2 separate regions of the Mus musculus genome follow, and region 2 is linked to region 1. The links are chromatin contacts, called in public HiChIP or PLAC-seq maps. All regions are on one chromosome and are shown on one strand. Each heading gives the region's core, a stretch centred on a gene start, on an enhancer-like site or on the middle of the called end of the contact. The rest is flanking DNA. Distances are from core to core; before and after follow the strand shown. Region 1 has its middle 48 kb from the start of Gm40746. Region 2 has its middle 91 kb from the start of Gm33897.

What was found. HiChIP or PLAC-seq counts read pairs in DNA pulled down with a chosen protein or histone mark.
Region 2: a contact with region 1 is called in a CTCF HiChIP or PLAC-seq map of the NIH/3T3 cell line, with 7 read pairs. The contact joins two enhancer-like sites. A contact is called at or near these places in 1 of 15 datasets of contacts at CTCF or cohesin (the NIH/3T3 cell line), 2 of 484 Hi-C or Micro-C datasets (bone marrow-derived macrophages and embryonic fibroblasts) and 1 of 9 other capture datasets (embryonic stem cells).

Annotation. Positions count from the first base shown.
Region 1 is chr10:96,130,867-96,134,189 of GRCm38.p6, forward strand. No RefSeq gene overlaps it. Among named protein-coding and RNA genes, the nearest start is that of Gm40746, 48 kb to the right of the region's middle. Within about 2 kb of position 1,460, at least 52 of the 459 cell types and tissues checked have an H3K27ac peak or open chromatin away from gene starts, as enhancers often do. A contact at or near this core is called in the NIH/3T3 cell line, where this site is marked.
Region 2 is chr10:96,804,965-96,808,287 of GRCm38.p6, forward strand. No RefSeq gene overlaps it. Among named protein-coding and RNA genes, the nearest start is that of Gm33897, 91 kb to the left of the region's middle. Within about 2 kb of position 1,812, at least 40 of the 459 cell types and tissues checked have an H3K27ac peak or open chromatin away from gene starts, as enhancers often do. A contact at or near this core is called in the NIH/3T3 cell line, where this site is marked.

The sequences.
Region 1 (3,323 bases), core at 210-2,709:
GATGGATACGATTGAGTTTTTGTCTTCATCAAGTCTAAATCTGTTCATTAGTTCTAAGATTTTGCTTGATTTGAAAGGACTGGATTTGGGGCCTCAGAAGATGAAGACATGTAAAATAAATTAAAGACATCAGAGTAGTAACTGTTTTGTTCTGTTTTCTGTTTGTTTGCTTTTCAAGACAGGGTTTGTCTAGGTAGCCCTGGCTGTCCTGGAACTCTATATGTAGACCAGGCTGGTCTCAAACTCAGAGATCCATCTGCCTCTGCCTCCTGAGTACTGGGATTAAAGGTGTGTGCTACTAACACATGGCACTATTAACCTTGACTATGAAATACACTTTAATACTGAAAACACTGAGGTGTAAACTGTTCATAGCTGCACTTTTAGCCTTGAGAAGATAACCTTATAAAAACCACAGAACCTCAACATTGAGGTGTGTAGGTAAATAGACCACAGAAGTTGCTTCCTGTCTAGTTCCTCAATCGCTCTTTGATGTTAAGGTGAACTTAAAGGTTTTGTTACTTGGAGGTCAAGGTGAGGCTGTGCTGTCCTGTAGTGTAGTCATGACCGTAACAGTGATGGGCGCAGACTGATGACCATTGAAGTTACTGCATCCGAAGCTTCGAGTGCCCGAGCTCTAGTTCCCTCTGTAACAGGTTCTTAACCCCATTTTACAGACAAGGAAACCAGGACTCAGGATTTTGTTGTTCCCTATTTTTATTTTCCCCAGGCAGGGTCTTGTGAGTCCATACTGGAGTCTAACTAACTATCTAGCAGAGAATATCCTTGAACAAGAGGGTAGCCTCTTGCTTCCATACCCTGGATGCTGGAACAAAGGGCCAGCATCACCACACAGCTTCCCAGCTCAGAAGGTTTAAATATCCCAAGGCTACAAAGCTACAAGATGATGGAAACATGATTTGAAATACATGATTTGAAATTTGACTGCTGCAAAGCTCACATGTCAAAGGCAGGGGAAGGTGAAATGGTTAAGGCTTAAATCAAGGTAAAACCATGGGCAAAATGTCGAGAGTCCTAGCACGGGACTGCGGTTCAGCATAAGGCTGTGAAGTTCCTTTCTTAGCTCAGTCATAACAACCAGACATGGCAGGCAGAGAGCACTTTGTGTGCACTGCCTTTTGATTCTAACGGCAGCCTAGAGGAGCTACTACAGTGCCCGTTACACAGACAAGGCAACTGAGGCTGTAAAGACAGTTTGGTAAGTTTCAACTAGCGTCTGTTTGGCTCCAAGCGGTGCTCACGAATGTAAATTATCTTTTGACCGACCGACGTGACTTCTGTTTTTCCTGACGAACCACGGTGTCTTTTCAAAAACCGGGTTTCTCTTTCTGTCCCTGTTCCCAAGTCTTTTAGGTTGCCTGTGACCACTTTTGTAGCCCCAGCTTCATTATCCAGGTTCACACCGGAGGATCCACATGGTGGCACTGTAACCTCACACAGTTAAAACATGAGGAAAAAGGAGGAAAAAAAAAAAAACCCACTTGTTTCCACTGCACTAGGCAGGCCAGACTCAAGTCTGACAGACAGTCATGGACAGGCAGACTGGCCTTAATTAGACCGGCTTTAGCATTCTACCCTTTCTGGTTACAGACACACAGAACGCATTCTCCTCCAGCTACACCCAGGAGTGAAGATTCCAGAGACCCCATGCCCAATGGCAGGGTGTTGATCCTAACTAATATCACAACATCTAAGAGCACACCACCAAGACCTCTCCAAAGCCAGGAAATGCATGACTATCCCTTTCAAAATATTTTTTATCTGACTCTCATAAGCCCCTATCTCTTTAGACTTTCTGAAGTGGTGGGCTTTCTGAGAGAACAAAAGGAGGGAAAGACAGACAAATTAGGGAGAAAGGAAAAGGATCAACTCTCTGCATACATGACATTAAGTGCAGTACCCAATATCCCCAGACACACTTCCTTATGCATGGGAAGGCTTACCCAGTTTCTGTCTTGCAGGCTGTAAGATATATTAAAGGTATAAATTCATGATGTATCTTTAGGTGTTTGGTGATGCAAGCTGTTTCTTCAGTACTTTGCTTTCTTTGCTTCCAACTAAGAAAAAAAAAAAGACCAAGATCCTTCCATGTCACAGGAGGGAGGAAGACTTTCCAAGAGGGCAGATCTATAGACAAAGAGAAATCTTGCCAGTCTAGGAATGTAAAAAAAATATGCATAAGGTTGATGGAACAAAAATATTTTTACCCAGATGTAGCTGTCTCTTGTGAGACTATGCCGGGGCCTAGCAAACACAGAAGTGGATGCTCACAGTCAGCTAATGGATGGATCACAGGGCTCCCAATGGAGGAGCTAGAGAAAGTAGCCAAGGAGCTAAAGGGGTCTGCAACCCTATAGGAGGAACAACATTATCAACTAACCAGTACCCCGGAGCTCTTGACTCTAGCTGCATATGTATCAAAAGATGGCCTAGTCGGCCATCACTGGAAAGAGAGGCCCATTGGACAGGCAAACTTTATATGCCCCAGTACAGGGGAACGCCAGGGCCAAAAAGGGGGAGTGGGTGGGTAGGGGGTGGGTGGGTATGGGGGACTTTTGGTATAGCATTGGAAATGTAAATGAGCTAAATACCTAATAAAAAATGGGAAAAATAAATAAATAAATAAATAAACAAATTAATAAATAAAAATATTTTTATTTGTATATTTTTAAGTCTTTTTGAAGTAGATAGCAACCAGAGAGAATCATGCTTTTCAAGATAAGTGGCAAGATTCACACTCATGACTGCTTGTCTTAGGAAGAGTCTTCAGGGCCAGTTTCATTTTAAAGATTTGGGGAATCACTCTACCCAGATGCCTGAGTTGTCTGCACATAGGCTGGCATGAGGAGCCTTCATGCTTTTGTTTGAAATCCAGTCAGCTAGTTTCTGGCTTTATGACTTCGGCCCTGCAGCTATCTCTAACTCACCCATGTGCCACATGCATCCCAGGATAACTTAATGTGGCCCAGCACAAAATTATGCATTTACTTAAAACATGAGAATTTTCTCAAAAATAACATAGTTATGTAGTTCTCAAGGATGAACTTTCTAGATGAGAAAGTCATGTTGCAATGTCAAGAGTTTGGACCCATCTCACAAAGCCTGTTCCTCAACCCAAGTTCTTTCATCTGAAAAATGGGCATGAATACAGTAGCTCCTGTTTTACAGGTTGTTGGAAGATTGTGTAGAAATCTAGCATATGGCAGGCCCTTAATAAACACTTAATAAATGTGCCCCGTTATAATAATAAGAGTCCTGATCATGTTCGATACTGCTCAAAGAACAATGAAGAGACAGAAGAG
Region 2 (3,323 bases), core at 562-3,061, 670 kb after region 1:
CATAAGACATTCTTTTTCTGTTTCTCTTTTTTTTTTCTACATCCATTTATCAAAATATTTTTTTAAACAACCAGAGAGAAGCATGTATAGTTAGGAATAAATTATCGGACTCAGGCAAAAATATGACACTAAGCTGAAGGTATTTCCAGCACCCCAAAATAGGATACAAAAGTCTTGGGAGCTGGAACATAAAATCGGGGAGGAGATATATTAAGAGGCCTAAGACATCAGGTCTTTTAGTTTAATAATATCTCTCGTATGTGGTCTTATGGAGTATTCAGCTTAGATGAAAACTTTTTCGGTGGCTTAGCTGGATTTATGAACCAATGGTCACTCAGGAACAAGAGGGTAAAATCCTTATGTTGTGTGTCTTGGTATCATTTCGAAGCCTCTCAGTTTCCTTCTCTGACATTAACAGAGAATAATCCTTCAAATTACTCATGTGAACTAATGAGACCAGTAATGAAACGGCTAGCTCCGTCATTGCTATGAGTGATGCCCTTTTAGAACACTCATTAAAAAACCTTTCTTGTCCTTCATTATGTGGAACATGCAATCCTGAAGTGTTGTAATTTACAGCAGGGCTAGGTTTCTGCTCTAAAATCCTCTCTGCTTTAACATACAAAATGCTACTTTTTCCATACTTGCATTACTCAAAGAGCAAAAAACAAAGATGAGAAATGAAACAAATTTTGAAGATAATTCTACTCATCTCCTCTAACTTGCCAATCTTTCTCCTAGAAGATGTTAAGAAGCAATACACGTGCCTCACTGAAGGAATAAACACACTCATCTGCAATTATTAGAAGCTACTTTGAAGAAAAAGGCCCACAAAGATAGATGGGCTTTTCCCAAAAGTCAGAATTATGTTTGTTTTAAAAGCAGTTATTGACTTTTCATGAGCAGTATCTCAGGCAGGCCCATCTTTTGTGATGAAATCCTGATGGTGTGAAAAGTTGAGTTCATCTGCATAGAACAGATTACATTGTGATCTGTGAAGACATCCCTCATTCGTACTTCCATACTCTCTGAACTGCTTCCTATGTCAATGATTTGAGTTGCTTACGTAAACACAATGGAAATTTTGCATTTAAATGGAAATAGAAGAATATACAGATGAAAACCTTTTCTCAAAGTACCAAGAATGGGGCCAGTGAGATGTCCCAGTGGATAAAGGTGCTTGATGCTAGGTCTGAGGACAGAAGCTCAACCCTGTAACCCACAGAATAGAACAAGAGAATGAACTCCCACGAGGTTTTCTCTGACTGACACATATGCTGTGGGACATGCCTTACTCTATCACATAAATAAACCAGTCAATAAATCAATCAATAAATATTACAAATTTAAAAAGAAATAGTATACACAAATTTTTGAATCAATAGAGTGTTCAATTTATATCGATCCAGAAATGAAAACTGTTAATTAAAAAAAAAGATGTTTATTATTTATTTATGTACACGTGTATCTCTCTGAATGTGTGAAGTGTGCATATATGAGGACTTAGAAGCCAGAGGAGAATGTATGCTCACCTGGAGCGGGAGTTACAGAATGTTTTATCAACTGAACTGTGTGCTAAACTCCACTCCTCTATAGAAGTAACAACTGTAGTCAGCTGCTGAGCCATCTCTCCAGTCGCAACTGTGTTCATTTTAACTGTTACAGGGAGACATGGATTTAGTGTGTGTGAAGCAGAATGTAACCAAGGTCCAAAATACATTTCAACTTTACACCACATATACCACAGACAAAGATGAAACTGAAGATGTTCGTGCCAAAGGAGAAGGAAAGGGGCTGGCAAGCGTGGCCTGACTAACAGATGACTAAGGAGAGGAGAATGTTTCTGATAGTTATAGGCTTCCCCAGGAGTAAGACACACAGGCCTGTTTGGTTGATCAGCCAAGCCTTGGGCTTTGCTGTCACTTAGGCTTCTTTTTCCTGTGAACGCTGGGTCTACACAAGTGAAAGAAACTGCAGTGGGGGCGGGGGGGGGGGGCGAGAAGGAGGGAGCCCGCCCCAGAGGTGGCTGAGTGTGGAATGACAGGAAAAGCCTCAACAATGGCTTAGCGCTTTAGTTCAGCATATCTAAGGAATCTTATTAGCAGTTGGGATGATAGATAGCAATAATATAGGGGTAATAACTTTATGCATCTAAGTACTTTAGAGACTGCATATAGTTTAAAGTAAATGCACCTCGGCAACAACCCTCTCTGTGTTATTTTTTTATTTTAGTCATTGAAGACCATCTTTTGGTCAAACACAATATATTTCCATCGGGGAGAAAAAGACAACCTTAAAATGCCGACATAACTCGAACAATTTGCCCTTTGAAACAAAGGTATGATTTCAAATCAACAGGGCTCTATTGAAATAAAAGTCTCACAGACAAGCTGAGATCTTAATAGACTTCATTATGTTGTTCAACCAAAATTAAAATCTGCACATTTAAAACAAACAAACAAACAAACAAACAAACAAAAAAACCCTCTTAACATGATTGTCTTCCTGTCTCACCTTGCTCCTTAGAACTCCTTGCTTCTGGGGAAGAAGCCGATTGCATTCCTGACTGAGCTGAGTCTCAGACAAGGTGAAGAGAATCATAACATTGGTTTTAGGGTAAAGCTCAACCAAAATGTTTAACGGTGATAAATGCAAAATAAATCCAGATTGTCTACCTTAGCAAAGAGAAGAGAAGCACGGTACTGGCCTTCCACATGTTTGGTATAAATAGACAGACATAGACAAAGGTCGAGGGAAAGGTTTTATATATATATATATATATATATATATATGCCAGCTATTTTTCTAGTGTTACTTGTGAGTGTTCTCATCAAGAGAATAATATTATAGTTTTTATTGTTTTTTGATAAGGGCTTCATAGCTGCTCATGGGTGGTCCTGTTCAATTTTGCCAATGGGTTTTTGCTTGGGAATTATTAGTGGCTGGGTACTTGACATAGTCATTGAGATGCATTTGTGTTTGGGTTGTCTCTATGTCCACACTGCTAGAAACCAACAGCGTCCTTTTCCCTCTCTCTTCCTCCTCTTTCTTCTAGTACGTCTCTGCATGAAGTCTGAAGTCCATTCTCACTGTTTTTCTGTGGCACATTATATTCCGCTCTGCACTGGCTCTTTGACACATTTGATTGCAAAGTTCAGTGTACCCTTTATTATGTGGTTCACAGAACTCTGTGGCAAACAGAAGCAGGTCCAGGAAAACATGATTTTTGGAGGGTGCTTAGGATGCACACAGGAACACACATGTACACACTCAACCACAGCACAGGGTCTTAAGTGATAGAAGGCAAGTGCTCCAGGTATAGG